2 separate regions of the Rattus norvegicus genome follow, and region 2 is linked to region 1. A link is a contact called in public Hi-C data. All regions are on one chromosome and are shown on one strand. Each heading gives the region's core, a stretch centred on a gene start, on an enhancer-like site or on the middle of the called end of the contact. The rest is flanking DNA. Distances are from core to core; before and after follow the strand shown. Region 1 overlaps Lrmda (leucine rich melanocyte differentiation associated). Region 2 overlaps Lrmda (leucine rich melanocyte differentiation associated).

Region 1 (7,406 bases), core at 1,450-3,949:
AGTACACAAAGGAGCTCTTGAGAAGCACTAGGGTGTACTTATTCTGGATCCTGCTACTGTGTAGGAGTGGTCACCAAATGCTGCCAGTTTAGCCTCCAGGATATTTTTGCCTTCTGGCTTACATGTACTAACATGTATAAACTTGCCTGATAAATTTTCTTTGAGAAAGCACAAGTTATGCACAGCAAGTTCTGTTTTGACAGTTTAACTCCTTACTTGCTTCTTAAATACCAAGTCAAACATTTTGTGTTCTTAATATTTTTCTTCCTCCTTTCAGAGGAGCATGACTTCATTCCCATATAATATTCCTCTACTTTTTTTTTTTGCAAACTATGAACATTGCCCAGTGACATCAAGTCTTTTCCGACATCATTTAGTGGCAAGAGAGCCCCTATTTCCTGGAGTAAATTTGTGTGTTGCTGAATTACAACAGGAAAGGTGAGCTGTCTGGGAATGTTTGGTCACATTTTACCACGTTTATCTCTGGCTGATTTCATTTTATTTTTTTCATTATTTCTACCAAGGTTAATCCTACCCTATGAATTTGTGTGTCTTTCAAGATCTTGGGATGTAAATCTTGGGTCAGTGTTTTTATCTATGATAAATCATATTAGATTCAAGGTCCAGTTGCTGTCAGTTTTCCCTCAGGCTGATTATTTCTACTGACAATCTTTATCATAAATTAAAAGACGGTTTTTATTTGTTTCTTAGCACCTGGAGCCCAGTGTGAACATTCTAGATATAAAACAAGATTCAAATCATGGGGCCATGACAAGATGCTTTTTGTAAACACAGTGAACACAAAGTCAGCTCTCACAATACGGCCATTAATCCAAAGGTTAGGATGCAGACAAAGAGCCTCTCAGATTAAACTTAGAGAAATGTGTGCTTGGCCTCAGTGATCAAACTCTTGGGAGATGGCCTGAGGAATGGCTCATAACTATCCCTTGAGAGTCTAGATTGTGAAGCCTGCTCAGCCAGATGCTGGACCGTGTCAGGCCTCACCCTGTATCTGAAGGAAACAAAGCACCAGGGGGAAAGGATCTAACTGTGGTGAGGTGACTGTGATGGGCAGGCATCCTTGCCTCCAGACCAGGGAGGCTGGACAGCTCAGGGTGAGAATGAGCAGACAGGTTGACATGTGATAAAGCAGAGTCTGTAGAAAATACGCTCTGGGCTCCCAGGGCAGTGGAAATGAAGCTTGTCATCTCAGGAGGAAAAGGAGTTGGGAAGGGGAGGATAGGAGGACACACACACACACACACACACACACACACACACACACACACACACCTTTTCTGCATAGCAAGACATGTTTTTCCTTTGTGTGTACAAATCTTAGAAATCTTTGTCAATTGAGTGGACCCCCAGTCACCATCCCTGCTGTCTCTCCTTGAGCCCATGGATATCATGACCTGGTGGAAAAGGCTACAGACTTTCTTAGACATCACTGAACATGTGTCCACCAAAAATCATGGTGAAGAGAGCCCCTGGACCTTTGCTCACACGTCCTTTCAATTTTGTTTGCAGTAAGAGCAGGCCCACTGTGGAAGAGCCTCAGAGCCAGAGCACTCCCTCTTTCCTGGCATTTAACATCACCAGCCCTTTGTCTTTCACATCCACACACAAACTGAGACCTAGCAGAAATACGAGACCAAATCCACTTTCCTTGTTTGAACAAGTCCCCTCTCTCTTCAGAAATAAGATTGGAAAGCTTACTGATCCAAGCTTTTGTTTGTTTGTTTACTTATTTGGTTTTGCATTCTCAGGTCTCTTCTGTCCCAAGTAAGAAATAAAAGCAGAAAACACCCTTCTTCCTGATGTCCTAATGAGCAGTTTACTTAAGCCCAATTGTAAGTGTTACTTTGCCTTTTCCTGAACTCTCTAGTAAGACACAGAATGCTACATTTTCCTTTAAAAGTATTTCCTTTTGTGTGTCAGAGAACTCCCCAGCTGGGACAGGATTTGAGGGCACTCATTTTCAGGGAAGTCCTTCACTTATAGAGCCAGAAAATGGTCTCCCTCTAAGGTGACAATAACCACACATTGGTCTTTTTCAAGCAGGAAAGGAAATTTTGCTTTTATAGCAAATATCATTTTTTTGAATGTATGATTTAATTGTTCAATCTTTTTTACAGACACAAGGGTCTTCTGTGAACTTCAAAGATCACCACCAACAGAACCTAGGCTTATCCTTTGCTACTTTTTCATGGAGGGAAACAGGGACTATAGTGTCTGCCAGGAGAGGGGCATCAAGGATCCAAGAACAGTTAGATTCCAAAGTGCATGCTAAGATGGGATGCAAATCAGGTGTAATTCACGGGATGCCTTTCCAGCCACTCCTGGATGGATCTCACCCTGGCTGTCACTCAAAATGGACAGTGGTCATGTGTGAAGACTTCGTGTTTCTGTTTTAAGAGAACTAAGAAATCTTTCAGACGAAAGGAGCCGGGGTGAGGGTAGGGAGAGAGGGAGTGGAAGAGAGGAAGAGGGGGAGAGAGGGAGAGAAAGGAAGAGAGAAGTAGAAGAGGCAAAAGGGAAGTAGGGGGAGGTAGGGAGGGAGACAGAAACAGAGAGACACAGTCGCACCCTCCACCACTCAAAATATCGTTGTATTTATCTTTTCCTCATCATCTTTTGAAGTCAGAATTGTAGCCACTAGAGGGCAGCATGCAGTTAGGAAACAGCTACAGCTTTCTTTACATAAATAAGGGCAACTATTCAGGGAAGGCCATTAAAGCCACACTGTGCTTGTGGTCACCAATTACACATTCTGTAATGATCAATATGTCATGTTTACCCAATCTGGGCTGAAGGCTATCTGGGACTGAGGCTACCAAAGGCTCCCCTCTCTCTGACACTTTTAGGTTCCTTCTGCCTCAATTTCAGGAACTGATTTTCCTTACCAGCTATGAGTAATTTTAGCTCAGGGTTTTGTTTTTTTGTTGTTAATGTTACCTGAGTAGATGTAAAGTAGCATGCAAACTAATAAAGACAGATCCTCTCTTAGAGAAAGAAAACAAAGTACGTGCGCCATGGGTATCCCCAAAGGAAAGTGTCATCCGCTGGCATGGAGTTACCATTATATGAGAGCATCTTTTAAAAGTTATTTTTATTTTCTGACTAAAGTGTCCATTGGAATGATACACAAAACTTGTGGTTGCTTCTTTTTTTAAGGGCAGGTATTTCTTGCTTAAAACCCAACCACTGTCTTTCTTCCTTTCTCAGAATATCTGGTCCAGAGTCATCACTCACACCAAGAACAGCAACTGAGTGACCTCCCATCACATAAGGCATTGATATTTGCAGCTTCCAAAGATATCAAACCCAAACTGGTTTTAAAGTCCAGGAAACAGCATTGTGAACTAGAATCATATGGGATGAAAATAAGTACAGGGATTCAACCCATGAAGAAGACAAAATCCAGTTGCTAGGTTCTGCTCCCCCTACCCCAAGCAACAGAATGCAGAGTGCAGCTGCGGCTCCAGTAAGCATGACAAGGCTCCTGCCCTCCTTCCAGACATTCCCTCAAGGTAACAGTCATGTGACTTACCAGCCACAAAGGAAAGGTTGGGTTTGGTTAATTAATTAGATTATTAACTCATGATTAAGTGGAAACTTTGAGTTTTCTTTCACCCATAAAACAACAATCTCACTAGATATGGCAGAGTGACTGCAGTGTTTCCAGTGAGGATGACACAATCAGGAAGTAAGATGAGAATGAAGAAATGCATGCCACGCAGGACCACAGCATCCTTCCTCTGCACGGACTCCAGAAAGGTTCAGACAGCAGATTCCCACACACGCCACAAAGCCTAAGCTACATTCTCAGGTGCTCAGTGAATAATTTGTACAGGGTGGTGGTGGAAGTCAGAGGCAACCTCACATGTCATTTTTCAATTTATTACATCTTTTAAGACAGGCTTTTGCCGGTGTACAGATTACCCATTAGGCTACACTGGATTTCCAGGAATCCCTAGGCTGGGGTTATAAGCACATAGCAGCATGTCTGGCTTTATCATGCTGGTCCTAAGAGATGGAACATGGGTCCTGATGCTTGCTTCCCAATGAGATGTCTCCCCATTTCCAAGTTGATATTTGTGGACTGAGTGCAACGGTCTAAGAATACTTCGGGGCCAATGCATTTGACAAGCTAAAGAGTTGGGTGTTCTGTACCTAGAACATTGGTTCTCTCTGACTTTCCCTGCATAGGAACTACCCCCAAAACTTCCCATTTAGTGGGTCTGAGTCTGGGTCAAGAAATTTGCTTATTTTGACAAATTCTCTTTTCTTTGATAAAGTAAATGACCTTTGTTTTAGTTGTATTTAAAATCAGAGACACAAAGAATCTGGTTAATTGAAAGTCTTGCTGTATTGCATCCCAGTAAATGAAAGTTTTATTTGCTTCCCAAGAACAGCCACAAAAATAAATGGCACCAAAATAGGTAAATAATGATTGACCGAAGCTAGGTAGAGCTCTTGTCTAGCACAGTGTCGGGCCTCTAGTTCAAACTTCAGCACTGCAAAGAGAAAAAGTTCTCTCCTTTTTTTTCCTGTTTTATTTTAGTGGCAGGCTGATTGCATTAACAGGAGAAGAAAGCTTTAGAATGGGGTAAGACTGGGGGTGAGCCTGTAAAACATGATTTATGAAGTACAGGGCAGGGCAATTTGGAAAACAACTTTCCAGATAATCTTTGCTCTTCCTCAAAACTTCCAGGCCCCTCTGTGAACACACCTGAGCAGTGGGGTTCTTCTGCAGAGAGCATGCAGGGGTGTTGGCTGTGTCCTGGAGAAGATGTCCACATTTGGGTTTTAGATCTGTTCTTATAGAGGGCTAGCATCAAAAGGTGGAGGCAGGGCTTTCTCTACTGTTCTGTGTGCTTCCTTGGGCTAAAGTTTATCAAAAGAGCTGTTGAAAATAAACAGGAGTTTCTAGAAAAGAGATGTGTGTGTGTTGGGGGGAATGGGATGCTCAGACAAAATTAAGCAAATGTCATAACAACTGTGTTTGTTGTAATTCAAACCCCTGAAGAATTAAGTGAAGAGCTTCCTCCTTGAGCTCATTGGCCCAGCCTCCATGTGCCTTCCATTAGAATTTAAGTGAACTGTTTCTACATAGATGGTACCATAATTTTTCGTAATTCCAGGATAGTCAAAATTGCCTCTCTCAAAGAAAAACAAAGACAATCTGTCGATATTTGATCTAATTGGAAGAAGCTTACTTTGCCTCTCCCTTCCTTCTACACACTTCTCTCCCTCCCTCCTTTTTTTTCACTCCTTCATATTCTCATTCTCTCTCTGTCTCTGTCTCTGTCTCTGTCTCTGTCTCTGTCTCTGTCTCTGTCTCTCTCTCTCTCTTTGTGTGTGTGTCCTAAAGTCTATTGTTGCAGAAACACAATATAATATACTTGTGCACTAACAAACTGTATTCCTGAATGTTTTCAGCTACCCATCCCCCACCCACTTAACATACACTTTTACATATGTGTGTGTAAATCCATGCACACATGTGTGTACATAAAGAGGAAGAAGCACATAAGAGCACTAGAAACTTTCTGTACCCCATTTCTCGCTCAAGATGAAAGCCTAGTAAATACAAAGCACATTAGAAAGGCCTTCATTAGGGCTAGCCTCATTAAAACTTAATGAAGTTACCAGTCTCCCCAGCAATAGTAAGAAGGGTATTTTTTTTTGCCTGTCAATGGAGTAGTCCCAGACAGAGAAATATTAGTGACAGTAGGTGGTGCCAGGTGTTATCTGTCCCTGGAATGTACTACTTTGAAGGCTTAGGACATTACTCCTTGTATTAGTTTGGCTCTTATTTGTCAGGATTCACCCTGTGGTAAGTTAACATGCCTCCATCCTGGAAAAACAACGTTTGCCTATTGTCCAGTATAGCCTAATAGAATACATCTGGCTCTGACACTTTGATGCCCAGCTCTGAGCCACATTCAGCAACACAAATTAACAGCATAGACATTGCCCACGCTGAGCAGGAAGCAATAACCAGCTACCTGCTACTTGGCCAAAATCTCATTATAAGCCATTACAGTAATTGAGGGCCAAGACTGTGGATATTACACTCCCTGTGCGCCAGTGGTTAGTTGAGGAGAAGAAAGACTTGTAATGGAGGAGGTGGGGCAGACAGGAAAAGCAAGGCTGTCACCGTGATGTTCTGTGGTGCTGAGGTGGGGTAGGGGTGTTCCTGAACCATTTCTCTTCTTGCCTTTGAAGCCCACATGACCCCAGGAAGATGATGTAATTTTTGGTCGGCCTCCAACAATGCTATACAATTAAAAATTGGTTTAAATGAGTAATGGAGAGAGCCATGGAGGGAAGATAGGGCAAAATAAGACAGAATGTTCCATAAGTGAAAAGCATCCAAAGTGACAGAACTCCAGAGGAAGCTACCCACCTCCTTAGAATGCAGAGATTTTCTAATGCATTAGAGTGTTTGTAAAGTCAATCCTGTCCCTGAAACCTGTATTCCAAGCCTCAAGGCCTTGCTAAACAAACTATAGTGGCTGTATCATTTACCCTAGATCTCAGCAAATGGTTTCTGGGTATAGTGATAGATCAGGAGGGGTGAAGAGAGGAGGAAGACTGGATTTATCAATCAGCCTGTATCTGAGGACAATGAAGATGTTTCTAGATGTGGCAATAATGGTGACACCTGGAAGATTCATTCAGTGCAGGGAGAGAAGTTAATTGCAGGTATATTAGTGACCTCCAGATTCTCACTGCTGCCCATCTTGCTGTGGTTTGGACCACAAATGTCTCTCATGAACCTCTCTGACACAAGAGCCTCAGTCCCAGATGTTGGGACATGATGACCTCTAGTAGAAGGAAGCTAGGTATGATGGTTGACTGTCAACAGATGGGGCTGCGAAGCACATGTGAGGGTTTTCCAGGGAAGATTATAAGGTCAAGATTACTGCCTTGACTAATCTCAATGGCTAGGATCTAGGAAAGGGGGACAAAATCTGGAAGCATGGGCATTTTCTTCCTGGTCTTTCTGCTCACCATGAGGTGGGCCTCTCTGCCACATCTTTCTTACCATAATAAACTGAAACGATGAACCAAATGAAACCTTTTTCTCCATATACTTACTTTGCTCATGTATTCTGTCACCACAGTGAAAAATTGACTAATAAAAGTTATTTGTAGGCATGGCCTTGGAGAAGGGGACAAAGGGACTTTTCCCCCTTTTATTTATTTATTTTGTACCCACTCTGTAAGGTGCAAGGATTCCTATCCTACAAACTCTAGCATGGTACCACCTCAGGACAAGTTGAAGAGCAACAGGGTCAGCTGATTACAGATAGAATCTCCCAAGCCATCTGCCTTAGTGTCCTTTGTCCCAGGCAACCTGGTCGTGGTGACAGAAAGCTAACAGACACAAACAC
Region 2 (6,867 bases), core at 1,104-3,603, 230 kb after region 1:
AAGGTAATGGGGGAAATATTAATGCTGCAGATTAAACACAATAGGGTTCTGTATCTGTATCCATTAATTATGAAAAATACAAAAATCTGAAGAAATAGCCATCTGATATCCAAAAGCCATTTCCAACTGGGTAAAGTAGCTGCTGGCATTGATGAATGACTAAAGTTGTGATGTGCTCATTGAGATAAAGGAACAAACAGCAGCCTGCACTCCTGTCAGAGGTACTCTTGTTATCAATTACAACCCCAGATACAGGCAGCAGATACCAGAGTTTGCTCCAAATCATTCTAAGGGTCTGAGAGAATGAAGCAGATATAAAATTTCAGTAGGATATCATACCCTTAACTTCTACTAACTGTGTTCTATAGATCTATAAGGTAAATTAATATATAATAACTTATGTATATGTATGATGTAGTCAAACATTTTATACAGAGGCCCGGTTGCCAAACATCACTTACACACACACACACACACACACACACACACACACACACACACACACGCATGACTTATATGACTTAACCAATGTGTGTGTGTGACTTAACCAATGTGTGTGTGTGTGTGTGTGTACTTAACCAATATGTGTGTGTGTGTACATACGCATATGACTTAACCAGTAACATAGAAAGCATGTTTGAATGTTTGCCGTTGTAAAGGAAAGAGTCTATTTTCTGACCCAGGAATAACCACAACAATAACAAGCTAACTAAGCTTCAAGGATTCCACCCTTGGCTGTTCCAAAACTGTGTACTGTCTTCTCCATACTTCTCTGCTAGTGTTTCCAAGATTTAGAGAAAGGATCCATTTGTTATTTATGAACTTGAACTTGAACTCTTTATGTCACACTTTTCTTGACTGTAAAATACAATGGTAACAATAGTTATAAGCAAGAGCAAGAAAGAGGAGGAGGAAGAGAGGAAGACGCAGTCAACATTTCTGGCTACTTTGTGCCTGTAACTGTGGTTAGCCCTTTCCAAGTATTAACTCACTCAGCCTCCAGCAGTACCCTATAGTTACAACTCCCACTTTGGATTTATAGACAAGGAAGCTGAAAACCAACCAAATTAAGAAATTGGACCAAGACCTCATTCAGTTTCTTTTTTTTTTTTTTTTCTGGAGCTGGGGACCGAACCCAGGGCCTTGTGCTTGCTAGGCAAGTGCTCTACCACTGAGCTAAATCCCCAACCCCCCTCATTAAGTTTCTTGAGTTACCATGAATGCTAGAGCTGAGGCAGGAATTTAGGAAGTTCTCCTCCATCCACCCCTGGCAGGACTAGCACAATGAATGCAGACCCTTTTTTCAAGGAAGGTTAGTATCAAAGAGGGAGACACTGATCTATACTGCGGCTTATGAAATAATATGGTTTCTTTGTGTTCCTCTAACTTCATACCCTTATAACTTGACTCTAAGCTTTCTAAGAGACAAATATGGGCAACTTCTCTCACCCTTCCCAGCAGCCCCCTGCAGCTGGTGTAAATGCCTCCTCGATGAATGTACTTTCATGCACCATCCCTATCACTTATAGAACTCCAAGGCCCTAACCCGATAACCAAAATCGGTCTACAGATGCACTGCGTAACTGCCAGGGACTGGCTGGCCTCAGCAAATCATCGCCAATGGCATTTCCCATCTGGTTTTGTAGGGCTGTCGTAGAAATAATATTATGTCATGGTAGTCCTACAGGCTTGATTTATTTTGGCTTAGAAGGAGGAACTTGCTTCATGTGTCTTTCTTCCTCTCACGGGGGATTTTACTTTTATTCCCCCCTCCCCCTTCTTCTCAAGGGTTGAGGGTCAAGTTCTGTCCTTGGAACCAAAGTAGTTTTCCAAAATGAGGTGAAGCAGCCCTGTCAAGCTGGGCCAGATATGCTGTCAGAGCCTTTCCCAAATACATCAGACCCTCTGCTTGTAAAAATAAATTGATACCAATGCACGAAATTTATTAGGAGATGACAGTCTGGTTCATAATGGAAATATGGAGAAAACATCATCCTTCAAAGCTGACAGTTTATCCATCATGCCTCAGATTCCTGAGATAGAAGCAGACGCTGTCACATGCAATCCGCTGGGGACACGTCTTCTTGGGTTTCTTTTTGACAGGAAACTGAAATAATCCAGAAGAAGGGAAGGGCTTGTGCTACCCTTAATGTGCCTGGCCATATATTTTCAGCATCACAGAAGGACCATGTGGCCAAGGCAATGAATGATGGAGGAAGTCAGGCGGCTGGAACTCTCAAAGACCTCCTCTTTTCTCCTGGGAGTGATGAAGTGGGGCAGAGGTCACAGGGGGTTACAGACCACTGTGATTGACAGCAGGGCCCTGCTATGCATGAGCAAAACCGACAGGTGGCAGAACACTCCTTAGTACAGGCCACAGCTGGCTCAGCTTGAAGTTTGAAGGCCAGGTCATCTTGCCCTACATACTCTGTTCAGAGTTTTACATCTATTGATAAACTTGAGACAATTTAGAAGGGCCATTTTAATGAAGGATCAAAGCAAGAATATTCCTGGTGGTCACAAGGGGCCTGATTCTCTGCAAGCTTAACGAGGCAACCTACCGAACCTTGTGTGAAATAATTGTGTGTTGTATTAAAAGCTCTTCGGCAAAATATGACTGTGGTAATAAATTAGAATGAAAGGAACATGGTATTAGAGGAGAAAAATTATTATCAATTTTGTGAGGTTTAAACATATTTATATTTCAGAACTCATTCTTTGGAAGTTTAATTAAAGTTATTATGGCTAGAAAATTGGAATGTATTTATTTTCAGTACTCACGTTTTTATTTATTTGTATATGTGTGTGATCCTTTATGAGTTTATGTGCATCGTGTATGAATAAGAGCCTATGGAGTCAAGAAGAAGGCATAGGATCCCATGGAATTGGAGTTACATGTGGTTGTCAGTAGCCAAGTAGGTGCTGGGAACTGAACCCAGATCCTCCACAGGAGCAATAAGTGCTCGTAACCCCTGACCCATCTCTTGAGCTTCTAGGAAGCTTTTTAAATGAGATACATTTAAACCTTTCAAATAAACAGAAAGCTATCAATATGAAATAGAAATCTAAACACATAAGGACAATCTTAATGGTCTTTTAGTCTATTTTTTAAAGATTCTTTGTGTGTGTGTGTGTGTGTGTGTGTGTGTGTGTGTGTGTGTGTGTGGAGTGTATACCATGTCTGTGCACGTGGAGGGAAAAAGAGGGCATGGAACTGCTCAAAGCTCAAATTATGGGTGATTGTAAGCTACCAGACTGAGGTTCTGGAAATAAAGCAGGAGTTTTTTCGAGAGTAGCAAGTGCTCTCCACCACTGAGCTGTCTTGCCAGTCCTACCTAATATTGTTAATCCAATCTTTATATGAGATGGAAAAAGCTTAAAGGTTCTATTTAAATGTAAATTTGGCTGAGTATAGTGGCCATATTCAAACCCACTACAAACCCAACTTTGATAAATTGATGGAAGAGTGTTACTAAAAGTTCAATGCTAGTCTTAGATACAGGGTGAGTTTTTTGTTGAAAACTTATTACCATGGGAGTTGGTGACTCGGTTCAGTGCGTAAAAGCACCAGTTGCCAAGCCCCACAAGTAGAGTCCAATATCTACAAAGACCCACATGGTGGAAGGAGAAACCTGACAAGTTGTTTTCTGGCCCCTGTACACAGCATGGTACATGTTCAGACACATACATGACCATACACATACACACAGCCACATGCATCAATGAACACAATTTTTAAGAATTGAAAACTTACTATCCAGACACTGACACATTAATGCTTGCTATGGCCTTACTTGCAATGGCTAAGTTATGGGAACAACCTAGCTGTCTAATAACAAAGGAATAGATAAAGAAGCCATGGACTATCTATACAGTGGAGCTTCTCAAGCCTTTACGAAAGAATGAAGTTACATCATTAACAGGTAAATGGATGGAACTAAAGTAGTTAAGTGTAGTAAGTCAGCCTCAGAAAGACAAAAACTGTGTGCTTTCCCATCGTGGATCACAGGGTTTATTTAGATACAGACAATCATATATGTGCAGATGCTGTGCAAATACAAGAGAAACTCACTAGTGGAACAAACAGACCAAGGGGAGGGATGATGTAAGAAAGGGAGTAATAACAAGTTAGCCTGGGGGTGCGCTCAAAGTGCATTATCCACTTCCACAGAAATGGCCTGTGTGACTTAGAACTAGGCGCAGTAAAAAATAACCAGATGGATTTTTTTTCAAAAGTGACTAAGGTACAAGGCATCTTTGCTTGATGTCAGTATCCGACTAGTTAAGGGTCAGAGACCATTACCACAAATAGGACACTGTAAATAAGTTGTTGTGTTTGCTTTGTTATAGGGCATTGTATACACATAGGATATGTGTATGATATGTGCGTGATGTGTGTACCACTGAGTTAGCTAAATCCTCATCCAAATACTGTGCATTGCTTTCCTCCTTGAAACATAGCCCAAGAACAGCAGGGGATCAGGCTAAGGACTTAACAGTTTAAGTCCTTATTCATAAGTACCAGGGTTGAAAATACATGAGGATCTATAACTCTGAGACCCAGATTCTTCAAATATCATCTCTCTATAAAGCAAGTGAACTCCAAATTGTTCACTTTTGTTTTAGCCAACCTTCTTGAGCCCGTTTTAAGCCAGGCTTGAAAGTCTGTTGACTTCACATGTCCAAATTAAACAGATCTGCCTTTTCCCTTGGCTTCCTCCATGAACACGCGCCAGCATGACTACACATTCACCCAGAGTTTATTTCAATGTTAGTGGGAAACAAGCCGTTTTTCAGCTTAATGAATAGCATCAGTGTCTGCCTTTTAACCAAAAATGTGACCTTAAATTTGACAGATCTCACCAGAAGGCACATTTTCAAATTATTTTTCTATTGGAGGTTTATGAATATAGCTCCCCAAATTATTGTGACAGCTGTGAGGTAGTAAGCTGTATCTCAGATCCGGTAGCTTGGAAACAGAACTCAGAAGTCACAGAATGGGAGAACCACTTCTAAAAAGCATGGAAAAGAAAAACCCATACCAGACGGAGGACCACAAAAAAAGTTGAGCCTTAAGCAACAGGAGACTAGGCCTGTGAGGCAGCTGAAACCTGACTTTTCTGCTACCACCATTTTTGTTTCCAGATCATTCTAAATGGGGGCAGAGAAGGCTGAGCTCTTACAGATTCTCCAAGAAGACATCTGCTAGATCTTCCTTATTAAAGATGACAGAGTATAATTGATGGGCCTGATGCCTAGCCAATTCCAACTTTTTCTTTCTTTCTTTCTTTTTTACAGAATACTGTTTAATGTGCGGACATTATTTTTTGGACTACTGAATGCCAGAAAATAATGAGGTGGCATTCAGCTTTGGTGAATAAGACTCTGAATTTTCATCTAAAAGCAGTTCTGAGTTATGGCTGTAGATAAGGTGTAACTGCAAGGGAATTTTATCCATGTTTCTCCCATGAATCATGAATGAGGGAAAAAATTACAGTCTAAATTGCACTTAAAAGGAATAAAGTCTTTTCATGTCATACATGATTTATCAAAATGATCTCATTTTAAGGGGACTGTGGTGTATCTTGATTAATCGCATTAGGACGCGTGATGAATGGCCTCTTTAATGGTAACACAGGATTTATTGGCAGCATCCCGACTGGAACCAGAAGGGTAAGAAGTAAAATATACAATAGATAGCTAATGTAGATAGGGCAACAGTACTGCCCTGACTTGTTTTAACGTTATACCTGGAGCTTCCTTGTCAGGGCATTCTGAAACCTGGCCTAGAAGGGGAAGCACGCCTCACACACAAACTTCAGTTCCAAGGCGAAGCCAGCCTGCCTTCTGAAACATGCTGTATGGCATATACCAATCCCTTTGCCTCTTCATAACCAAGGAGTCTGTGTAAATGGGTTAAACTTCGCACATTCCCAGTGGAGAGTGGGAACACTGCCTTTGGGGAACAGCGCCCCCCCCCAAGCTATCTCCCTATTTTAATATCCTCTTCGCATTTCCCGTTAATATCCTAAATGCCTTTAAAAAAAAAAAAAAAAGCTGGCTCCCACTAATTTCCTCCAAGGCCGACAGATCAGAGACTTGCCTCCAAGTGTTCTTTTAGAGCCCCGGAGACCCCCTCATAATCCTGCTGCTTGTCTGCAATTAATCCTCTGAGCTGCGACATTATTACTACCACCACCCACAGACAGAGGAAGCTCCCGACCCACTGGACTCAGGATCCAGAGGAGGCTTCAAAGGTGCCAATCACACCCGCCTCCCAAAGGTGCCTGCTGTCAGCCCCAGAGGTTCCATCCTCCCCACTGATCAAACATTCTTCCTCAGGAGATGAATTCAGAGTCCCCGCCCACTTCCACCCATATCCTCTTTCGCTTTTGAGTTTACCCAATGATCCATCCTGGCCTCAGAAAGGGAAGCCACAGACAATAGAAGGCCTTTCAAAACAAAAGCTGGGCAGTGGCAAACTTAAATCCCAGCTGTTATCAACTTAAAAAAAAAAAAAGAAAGAACGAAAGGAAAAAGAGAGAGAGAGAGAGGAAAAAAAACATTTAAACACCTTAAGGCAGGGAGGATTAGAGTCTGGCCTGAAAGGCCATTCTTTGATCAAAGACCCCAAGACTTTACACAAACATAATCACAAGGCAAGCGAGGGCTCTCTGAAGGCAGAATTGATTTGTTTGATGGCAGGGCTTGGGCCTGGTAGGGAAGCCCCACGCATGCTTGTCCTCTTCAGTCCCCATGGATCTCCAGGCCCAGTGACTTAAAACCTATGTTTTCGTCTCTATGTCTCAATTGGGACAGAAGGAAGCCACCATTGTGCCTGTGTGTACTTTAGTAGCAAATGGTTGC

Evidence for each region. A called contact is a pair of places that touch in the nucleus more often than the background predicts.
Region 2: a Hi-C map of psoas muscle shows a contact between it and region 1, with 2.4 times the contacts expected there. The contact joins two enhancer-like sites. A contact is called at or near these places in 8 of 12 Hi-C or Micro-C datasets (the A7r5 cell line, Schwann cells, hepatocytes and 4 more).

The regions. Positions count from the first base shown.
Region 1 is chr15:1,281,597-1,289,002 of GRCr8, forward strand. The region is part of intron 6 of Lrmda (leucine rich melanocyte differentiation associated); the gene reads right to left. Among named protein-coding and RNA genes, the nearest start is that of Trnat-agu13, 620 kb to the right of the region's middle. Within about 2 kb of position 2,700, at least 2 of the 93 cell types and tissues checked have an H3K27ac peak or open chromatin away from gene starts, as enhancers often do.
Region 2 is chr15:1,509,863-1,516,729 of GRCr8, forward strand. The region is part of intron 5 of Lrmda (leucine rich melanocyte differentiation associated); the gene reads right to left. Among named protein-coding and RNA genes, the nearest start is that of Trnat-agu13, 390 kb to the right of the region's middle. Within about 2 kb of position 2,354, at least 2 of the 93 cell types and tissues checked have an H3K27ac peak or open chromatin away from gene starts, as enhancers often do.